Regions from separate parts of the Sus scrofa genome. Here region 2 is linked to region 1. The links are chromatin contacts, called in public Hi-C maps. All regions are on one chromosome and are shown on one strand. The core of a region is the stretch at or near the end of the contact, and the rest is flanking DNA. Distances in the headings are between cores, read along the strand shown. Region 1 overlaps DENND4A (C-myc promoter-binding protein). Region 2 overlaps LOC110261793 (a long non-coding RNA gene).

Region 1 (5,157 bases), core at 1,389-3,888:
CCAGGCTAGGGGTCGAATCAGAGCCATAGCCGCCAGCCTACATCACAGCCACAGCAATGCCAGATCTGAGCCACATCTGCGACCTACACCACAGCTCATGGCAACGCCAGATCCTTAACCCACTGAGCAAGACCAGGCATCGAACCCGAAACCTCATCTTTCCCAGTCGGATTCGTTAACCACTGAGCCATGATGGGAACTCCTACAATAATCTTAAATGCAGTAAAATCCAATGAAAATGAGATCCAAACATCAACACTATTTGACTATTGTTTATTTTTTACCTTCCATCACTTAAGCTTGTTTGTGTTCTTAGGTAGAATTCTCTGACTCTAATAACAGTTGAAAGTGATAGAATTATCATAAGAACATTCAGTGTACTATATTACCCTTTAGTTTTTCCTTGCATTTTTCTGTATTCTTACTCAGCAGTTCTCAAATTCTTTGGTCTCAGGACCACTTCATACTCTTAAAAATGAGGACCCCAAAGACCTTTTCTTTATGTGTTATATCTGTCAATATTTACTGTATTAGAAATTAAAACTGAGAACTTAAAAAATGTTGGTTAATTTATTTTTAAAAGGATAAACCCATTATATGTTAACATAAATATATATATTTTGGAAAAATAACCATTTCTCGAAGTAAACAAACAAAAAATTAGCAAGAAGAGTGATATTTTATGTCTTTTGCACATCTCTAATGTTTGGCTTAATTGAATATGGTAAAAAAAAAAAAGAAAAAAAAACAAAAAGAAAGTATATAGCTAGGTCCTCATATATGCTTGTGCATTCAGTCTGTTGTAATATGTGTTGTTTGGGTTGAAGTAAATGAAAAAACCTAGCCTCATGCAAATGTGTAGTGAAAAAGAGGGGGCATTTGAATAGCCTTTTTAGAAAATTGTGGATTTCTTTTTTGACATTGCATCAGAACTTGACAAGTGGAATTTACTTATAGTTTATTTGCAATATGAAATCTAAAACTTTAGTGATGAACTTTTTTTTTCTGTTACATTAAGATCTATTTGTCTCTCTCAAGCTCTATAAGTTATTTTTCTTATAGCAATAGGCTCACTTTGTTCATTTTAATATAGAAAATATAAGCTGAAAACCCAACATTCGATAACCTTAACTTGTCAGTTGTTCTTTCAAGGAAAATTGGCATTCTGTGGGGGGAAAAAAAAGCGAATTCACTCACAACTCAGTCACAGCAAGACAAACATTGTACTCCTGTATGTAGCAGAAGTGTTTTATACATTCTTCCCCTTTCATCACACAGAGTACTTTTAAAAGTGTACACTTCTGGGTCAAAATGTAATAAAATTACTAATATTTGCTGCTTCATCTAAGGCATTCTTAAATGAAACTGAAGACAGCAACCATTAATACAGTTTAGTGCCACTGCCTTGATTCATAGTAAGGTGAAGCAGTTTTACCCACAATGTTTTTACAGCATCACTGCAAGTATCAACGCAGTGAAAAAGGTAAAAGATGTCTTTTGAAAAAAAATAATTTTGGAGTTCTCATCATGGCTCAGTGGAAACGAATCCAACTAGGAACCATGAGGCTGAGGGTTTGATCCCTGGCCTCACTCAGCGGGTTAAGGATCCAGCATTGCCATGGGTTGTGGTGTAGGTCGCAGATGCGGCTCAGAGCTGGCGTTGCTGTGGCTGTGGTGTAGCCCAGCAGCTCTAGCTGCGATTAGACCCCTAGCCTGAGAACCTCCATGTGCTGCAGGTGCGGCCCTAAAAAGCAAAATTAATTAACTAATTAATTAATAATTTTCACCTTGCAGGTCCTCCCTGAATGGGTCTTGGGGATCTTTAGGTATTCATGGAACACACTTTGTTTTCTGCTAGTCTCACTACTTCACATAATGCAAGCAGATGTGTGTCCGCTGGAACTTATTCCCCTTATCTTTTTTTTTCCTCCTGATATTGCAATTATTTTAATGGTGGAAACTGGCAGTGTATGCCTTTTTTAAAAAATAATTCCCTACATTTCTGTCAGTGTTTTATATATAGCAGACAGTCAAAACATGTTTGTAAAATTAATAATTTTTTCTTCTGATGTTTTCTATCCAGTTGAAATTATCTCCATTCTGAAATTAAGGTGTTTTTGAAATAATTGAAAAGTGATATAGAAATAAAATAACTCATTCCTTTAAAAAAAGATTTTTTTCACTGTTGTTGCTTTTTTCCTTTTCCATAGTGTTTTTTTTTAAAAAAATCTAGCTTTTTATCTGTTTTCTTCTGGGAAAAAAGCCATAGAATCAGTAATAGAATTTTTTTAACCTATTATTAATACAAAGTATATTGTTAATGTTTTAGAAACAGTTACACTCTTTCATTTCTCTGAAGTACTCAATGGTTGTTTCACTGTTAAAATATGAGCTATTGACCAAAAAGTATATGGCAATGCAAGGATTAGTTTCTTTGGTAGTGTTCACCTCTCTGATACATTGTTATCTTCTTAGGGAGAGGTAAAAGTTAAAATGGCCTTTGAGACATTAATAACACAAACATTGTTGAATGTGAGAAAGTATTAATATGAAAAGTTATTGGGCTTAGAAGCAACTTTAATGGGACAAATGATTTTTGGTGGTTGTTTGTTCACTTGTTTTTGTTGTAGCAGGGATTTCGAAATTATAGGTACACAGAGCTTTTGACTCAACTTGGACTTGTGGTGACATGTTGACCTTTATAGCATATAGTATTCACTTTGGAATCAATTGGATTTTTGTTTGTTTGTTTTTAAGGCATATTTCTCATTTTATGCATAAAGTTCCTTTTCCATCTCCTCAGAGACCACGGATTTTAGTTCAGGTAAGATTTCTTTTTTTTTTTTTTTTTTTTTGTCTTTTGTCTTTTGTCTTTTGAGGGCTGCACCTGTGGCATATGGAAGTTCCCAGGCTAGGGAAAATCAGAGCCTTAGCTGCCAGCCTACACCACAGCCACAGCAACACAGGATCCGAGCCATATCTGTGACTGATACCACAGCTCATGGCAACACCGGATCCTTAACCCACTGAGTAAGGCCAGAGATCGAACCCACAACCTCACAGTTCCTAGTCGGATTCATTTCTGCTGCGCCACGATGAGAACTGCAAGATTTTCTTTATATAAGTGCTCTGTTCAGTGGTAATTGACTCTGTCAAAACATAACATGAGAATAACAATTTTATATGGGGAAATAATTAAATGAAATAAAAGAGAGCCAGATAGGAGTTCCCGTCGTGGCGCAGTGGAAACAAATCTGACTAGCATCCATGAAGACACAGGTTTGATCCCTGACCTTGCTCAATGAGTTAAGGATCCAGCGTTGCCATGAGCTGTGGTGTAGGTCGAAGACGCAGTTCGGATCTGGCATTGCTGTGGCTGTGGTGTAGGCCAGCAGCTTCAGCTCCAATTGGACCCCAGTCTGGGAACCTCCGTATGTCGCGGATGCAGCCCTAAAAAGACAAAAAAAAGAGAGAGAGCTCCAGATACTATTTTATGTTGGAGTTTGGGCCCTTATGGTTTTATTAAGTTCTTCCCAGACAGACATCTAAGGTTGCCTTAACTTAAATCAAGCATTGCAGACTGAAAGAGGTAGACAGCAGTAGACATTTTGAACCCGTAAAAAGAGACTTCTTTCCCTAAACTTGTTCTAGGTATTTGAAAGTCTGTCCCTTGGCACTTACTCTCTGAGTTAAATATATTAGAATAGATAAAAGAAAATGTTGTGTGTTTTCATGTATTGTAGGATGGATTGCTCATATGGTTCAAATAGGTGAAAGTTTAAAGTGAACATAAATTATTGTCACCATCTCTTTTCCCAGTTGACTTTCTGTTTCCTCTCTTGTTTATGTTTCTTTTCTGTTTGTGCTTTTTTTTTTTTTTTTTTTTTTTTTTTTTTTTTTTTTGGTCTTTTTTCTAGGGCTGCACTCATGACATATGGGCATATGGAGGTTCCCAGGCTAGGGGTCTAAGTGGAGGCTGTAGCCACCAGCCTACACCACAGCCACAGCAGCACAGGATCCAAGCCACATCTGTGACCTATACCACAGCTCAGGGCAATGCTGGATCCTTAACCCAATGCAAGGCCAGGGATTGAACCCGTGTCCTCATGGATGTTTGTTGGGTTCATTAACTGCTGAACTATGACGGGAACCCCTAATCATCATTTTTGAAGTGATTTATATAGTGAAAACATTTCATGTATTATCACTGTATGTACCTTATTGTATTTATCACAGCCCTTAACAGAGTATCATTCAAAATTAGAAATCATTTGGCAAATAGGTATTTATAAATTTGTGTAAATATGCATGAATTTAAAAAGTAGTTTAAAATAATTATATTATTACATTGATACAGATAAAATGCCTAGAAAATATATTTTTGATAAATTTTATAAATATCCTGCATGTGCACATCTCATTCCTCTCTTAACATCTAGGTATTTAGTGCCAGAATATATATAGCACACTCAGTATAAATACACATAAAAGATTTGTTTTATAGCAGAAGTTGGCAAGTTTTTTCTGTTGAGAATCAAACAGTAAATATTACAGTCTTTACAGGCCATGCTTGAAACTACTCAGTTCTGCTTTCATTGCACAAAAGCAGCTATAGATAACTCATAAACAAAAGTGCATGACTGTGTTTTTAATAAGACTTTATTTATAAAAACAAATGGCCTCTGGATTTGCCGCTGAGGCCATAAGTTTGCTAACCCTGGTTTTATAGTATTAAATGAATAATTTAGTCTTTAAATACATATTTATTAAAATGGCATCAGGGAAATGTTGAGGAACTTAAGAGATAGGATTCAGAGTAGGAAGAGTTAGAAGAGTTCAGTCATCAGTTAGTATTTTTCAGTATCTTAGTAAGTAATGTAGACAGTTCCTATACTGTGGTGAATAGGAATATTGAAACTTTATGGGCATCATCTATGTATTTTTTTTAATGGAAGGTGGTGGTTTAAAGTTGACCTTTATATTTCAAGTACTTTATTTTGAATCTCCTTTCAGTTATCACCACATGATAGTCTGATTCTCAGTCAGCCTGTTTCTTCACCTCTTCCACTAAGGCAAGTAAAATTTTATTTGTATTTCTCTAAATGTAGTGTGAGATAAGGTAACATTCAAGTATTTTCTCTTTTCCTAGATAAAATT
Region 2 (5,157 bases), core at 1,172-3,671, 79 kb before region 1:
TACCATAGTTTTGTGTGTTTTATACAGTGGCAAAACATGTGGAGATTAAAAATCAAAGAGGAGGTTGCAATTGTATGTCTAAAACAGCAAGATGAGTCCTTGAATTTTTCACTTTTCATCCAGCTGTTTTGCCATCATCAGAGGGCTAATTTTAGCACGAGTAATCTTCTTATAAAATACAGTGTAATTAAGAAAGTAGGATTTTTTTTTGAAACTTCTAATTCAGAGTTGTACAGGGTGCTTGGTTTTCTGAACCAAGCCAGCAGCCCAAGAATAATCTGAGCCATACATCTAAGGCTGAGCCAAGAAACTTGCAGCTAAAGAATCATAGTTAGCTTCTCCAAGAGTTGAACTCCAGCTCCTTTATATCAGTGGATTTTGAAATGAAGATAGTTACAAATGTTTTCCCTCAACCCATGAGAAGCAATATGGAAATCATAGTGTGTGATGATTTATTTTCCCCTGCAAATTAAATGCCTGCATTTGCTTTGTAATGCATGTAAGAGAAATATGCTTGTTTACTCTTGCTTAAGACTAAAATAGCTACTTCCTTTGCTTTATTTTTCTGACAGGAATCATTAGCAACATGGAACATGAAGCCACAATCTTTGAGCAGTGATATATGTATTTTTAAATATAAGGAGTCAAACCCAAATGAAATAATTTAGACCATTGTCCAAACTAGTTTTCCCCAGTTCTCAAAATAACTTCCAGTTTTTTGTGGGGTTTTTTCTTTTTCTTTTTCTTTTTAGGGCTGCACCCATGGCATATGGAAGTTTCCAGGCTAGGAGTTGAATCGGAGCTACAACTGCCAGCCTATACCACAGTCACAGCAACACGGGATCCAAGCCATGCCAGTGACCTACACCACAGCTCATGGTAATGCTGGATCCCTGACCCACTGAGTGAGGCCAGGGATCGAACCCACATCCTCATGGATACTAGTCAGATGCATTTCCACTTCATCACAATGGGAACTCCACTTCCAGTTATTTTGCACACCAAATCTCCACTTTTTGTTGTGCCATGTAGACACTGCCACAAATGGAAGAAATTCTTCATTTTTCAGATCACAATTAGGTCATCCTTTTCACTCTGTTACACAGGTGAGCAATGATTTTTCACTAATCAACAAGAAAACAAAATAGATTAAGAGAAGACAGTTTCATGCAATGCCTCACAGGTTCAAGTGCTGGATGAGGAAGTTCAGCTTATCCAGTGGAGGAGTTTCCATTAAACTACTTAATAAAGATCTTAATTTATAGAATAATTCAAGCAACTCCAAGGTCACCTAAAGTACGTTATTCCAACCAGTTAAGAATCTAAGAAACTTCTATAGAAAAAGGGGGGGAAACCAAAGGAAACTGGACTGGACTCATGCTTTTTCTGAGACTTTAGTGTCACCTAATTATCATATATTGTGTGCTCCCAGTCACACAATTAAAGCCATTAGGTAAATATGTGACCACTGAGTGGCTGAACATAATTTTTCGTGCTTAGGAAAACCATGTGACAACAGTTTCTCATCCGCTCGTGACATTTATGAGAACTCTGGCAATTTACCCACACCTAATGAAAAAAAAATTTTTTTAACTTTCTTGAAGCTTCTGCTTAAAAAGGATCCTATATAGTAGAAACGGAAAAAAAAAATATGGAAGAATTACTCCCACTAGGCTGGCTTTGGGTAGAAACACCATGTTTACAAAATGTTTTGAGACAGATCAGCCGTCCTAAAGACAGCATTTTATACAGTTATCATGAGCCATGTGCAGCCTAAGGAGAATTTTCAGTCTATCAGAGTGTCCCATACGTTGCTTATATCATTTCAACTTCATATCAGAATCAAAACTGAAAAAAATGAAAACTGAAAAGCAAGCCATCTGTGACCAGAGCAATGAGGTCTCTTACAAAAAAAAAAAAAAAAAAAAAGAAGAAAACAAAAAACAAACAAAACAAACCCCTCAAAACAGAGATTAACACATCTTTGAAAAACAAGCATTGGTTTCAGAGTAGTATTGCAGCTGTGTAATTCATCTCCTGATGAAGCTCAAGTATGTAGACATTTACAGTAAATTTGTAAAGGGCTTATGTGCCCTCAGTGTTTTTACTATTTTTAAGAGAAACGAAAAACACTTTGGTAGTGACCAAGTAATAGCAATTATTTATTTTCAGAAGCTGTATTTTACTGGCTAAATAAAGCAGCACTTGCAGATATAGCGTTATTTCTTGGTTGCAGCACTATGACTATATGTTACAGCAATTGAGAACTCTGATATAGACAAGGTACAGGGTCACTTAAAGAATAACATGCTCCTAAAAAGTTGATAGCTTTCCTTATAAGAAGCAACACTTGAAGTCTAGCAGCTACTGTTTTCATTTATTCCATTATGATTGCCTAAGTTTTCAACTGGGCAGTGTTCTATTTCAAGGCCATTATGTTGCAAAACTTTGCTCTGCAATTGTAACATAGCTGTGTCTGTTGTAAACTAAAGAGGACAGGAAAAAAAAAGAAGAAGAAGAGATCGCAGGAAAGAATATACCATATAACTTTTCACATGAAGGTCTTAAAGTAGGTAACTGATTTTTAAAACAAAAAATTCTAAATTCTCTAGGTCTCTAGCATGGATGAGCCCCGTTTTCACTAAAGATTAAGGTGATTCAGCAGAAACTCTAAAGTTTAGCACAAAACTAGATTAAGGACAGCTAATGGTCCAAATAATGAGAATTAGGAAGACCAATGCAAATAACATTTGATCATCATAAGGTATGTAGTCCTATGTGATTCCTTCTGAGGTTTCAAGGTTTGAGATGGGGTTTAGGGATAAAAAGGGAAGACCATAAATTTATCATATAAAATAACCATCTTGTGTTGTGGTTATTTTCGTTTGATGGAAAAAAAGAAAATATGTCTGTAGAATTTCTTTTGTAAATGGTATATAGACATCTGAATGTTCTTAATGATGATAATTAACAGTTATTGTACCCAAATATGAGGTCAGTATAAATCCTGTAATTAGGAATTGGGACAACATATATTCACAAAATTAATGATGAAAGATCAGAGACAACCTTCAAATAATTAGTCTTGATCAGAAAATACTCAAAAGGTGAAAATTATTAAGATGTAGTTGGGACTGTACTTGGACTGGATGAGAGTTGGTTAACTGAAAATAAAAGGTCAGGGATTCCTCCCTCTTCCCCCAGTATCCCCAAATCTAGACTAGGATTTGGTAATATCTTAATCGATTCTCAGTTGTGAATAAGACCAAACAGTCCTTCCACAGCTGCCTCATGTCTAAGCCTTCTACTCTAGTCATCCTACACAAAAATTCTTTTCCCTGTTTCCTCTCAATTTACAGATTTTTTTTTTTTTCTTTTTTGGCCATCCTGGGGCATATGGAGTTACCAGGCCAGGGACTGAATCCCGTTGGGAATTGCTGAGTTGCAATCTGATGCCACAGCCATAGCTATGCAGATCCTTAACCCACTGTGCAGGGAGGGGGATCAAACCCTCCTTCCTGCTGCTGCAGAGACACCATCCATCTCAGTGCACCACAGTGGGAACTCCTACAGATTTTTTTATTAAGACTTTTTGGTATGGAGATATAGGTGAGTTACAATAGTATATTAGTTTCAAGTATACAATGTAGCGTTGTTTTTATAGATTATGCTAAAGTTAGTTTTCAAAGGACCTTATAAAAATTTCTGCACAGTTCTTGGAAAAATTAGCATTTCTATTCCAAGAAATTTAACTAGGCCAAAAAAGAAAAACACTAAGTGAGGTTTCTTAGGCCGTGGATTTGAAGTTTCCCTGGAACAATAAGCTAATCATCATCATCCAAAGGAACAGCTTTTTTCAAAAATAAACATATATCAAAAGTATCTTTCTTAAATAACAAAACAACAACAAGAACAAATAAAATAAAAACAAAAAGTGTCCTTCTTCCAGTTCCAGATCCAGTGGATAGATCTCATTCTGCACTTGCTTTAATATCTGAAACAAACCTCATTCCATAGACAGTGCACTTACTCAGGCCATAAATCTTTTTCTCACAATTCACAGCAGTAAGAGTGACAAGAACAAATTATTTTTGAAGATATTTTCTGACCCACTTTGGTTAGCAGCATAAATGTGTCCAGTCTAGGTGATTTTCTTATTTATCCAAATCAGCTTCTGGTCCAGTTATTCAAATTCTCTGAAATTCTTAGCTCTGAGGACCGATGTGGACATTAACAATTCTTCCCCAAACTCGAATCTGCAACTATTTCTAAAAGACTCTAACCCCTAAATGTGCTTGTTTCAACTTCCTTGTTGCTTTGGAAACCCTTACGTATCATTTAGAGTCTATCTTGCGTTACTGTAGTTCCTTATTAGTAAACTCACAGTGTTCTCGTATCTAGGTCTGAAGATGTGTTTTACATAGACTGCTTTTACATATGGACTTACTAATATTCTAAAATTTTGCTTTTCCTTAAATATATCCTTTAGTTGAAGTATTATAAAGCTTCTACATTAGATTTTGGAGATCATATTAAATCTACATGGACAGAGTGTTATACTTTGCACATGTTCTGTAGAAAAAGAAAACCAAACCTAAGTAAGTAAAATGAAGGGTCAAGTAAACAATCTAACAGAGACTCTCCCAAAGCCACAACCATTTCTTACCCTAATTTATAGTTTCATTACTGACCACACTTATATTCTGCTTGCTTTTTTTAGTTTCTTCCTTAGATCTGTTACATACATTTTTGGGTAATAACACTAACCTCTGCTGTGTTCCTCCTTCTAATGCAAGTTGGCCAGTTTCATTTAAACTCTGGGTGCCCTATATGATACAAAAGTTGATGTCGTGAAGACTCAGGAATGTAACGATAATAATATTTCTACTGTCCTTTCTCAACCTCTATCCTTTAAACCCATCACCACTAATGTGAAGCCAATGTGAAGTTACTATTAAACTACAATGACCTTACTTAGAGAGTCAACTAAATACCCGTTTTGATTTTTGTCTTTTTAGGGCCACATGTGTGGCATGTGGAAGTTCCCAGAATAGGAGTCGAATGGGAGCTGTAGCAGCTGGCCTACACCACAGTCACCACAACGTCAGACCCTTTAACCCACTGAGTGAGGCCAGGGATCAAACCTGCATCCTCATG

What was found. A called contact is a pair of places that touch in the nucleus more often than the background predicts.
Region 2: a Hi-C map of liver shows a contact between it and region 1, with 2.9 times the contacts expected there. The contact joins two enhancer-like sites. A contact is called at or near these places in 1 of 5 promoter capture datasets (liver), 5 of 47 Hi-C or Micro-C datasets (blood, liver and retroperitoneal adipose tissue) and 1 of 2 datasets of contacts at active chromatin or transcription factors (alveolar macrophages).

Annotation. Positions count from the first base shown.
Region 1 is chr1:163,723,287-163,728,443 of Sscrofa11.1, reverse strand. It overlaps DENND4A (C-myc promoter-binding protein), which reads left to right. Exons shown (of 34, transcript XM_021100187.1): 9 at 2,758-2,824; 10 at 5,014-5,072. Among named protein-coding and RNA genes, the nearest start is that of DENND4A, 64 kb to the left of the region's middle. Within about 2 kb of position 2,638, at least 1 of the 83 cell types and tissues checked has an H3K27ac peak or open chromatin away from gene starts, as enhancers often do. A contact at or near this core is called in liver, where this site is marked.
Region 2 is chr1:163,801,960-163,807,116 of Sscrofa11.1, reverse strand. All of the region lies in intron 1 of LOC110261793 (a long non-coding RNA gene), which reads right to left. Among named protein-coding and RNA genes, the nearest start is that of DENND4A, 14 kb to the right of the region's middle. Within about 2 kb of position 2,421, at least 11 of the 83 cell types and tissues checked have an H3K27ac peak or open chromatin away from gene starts, as enhancers often do. A contact at or near this core is called in liver, where this site is marked.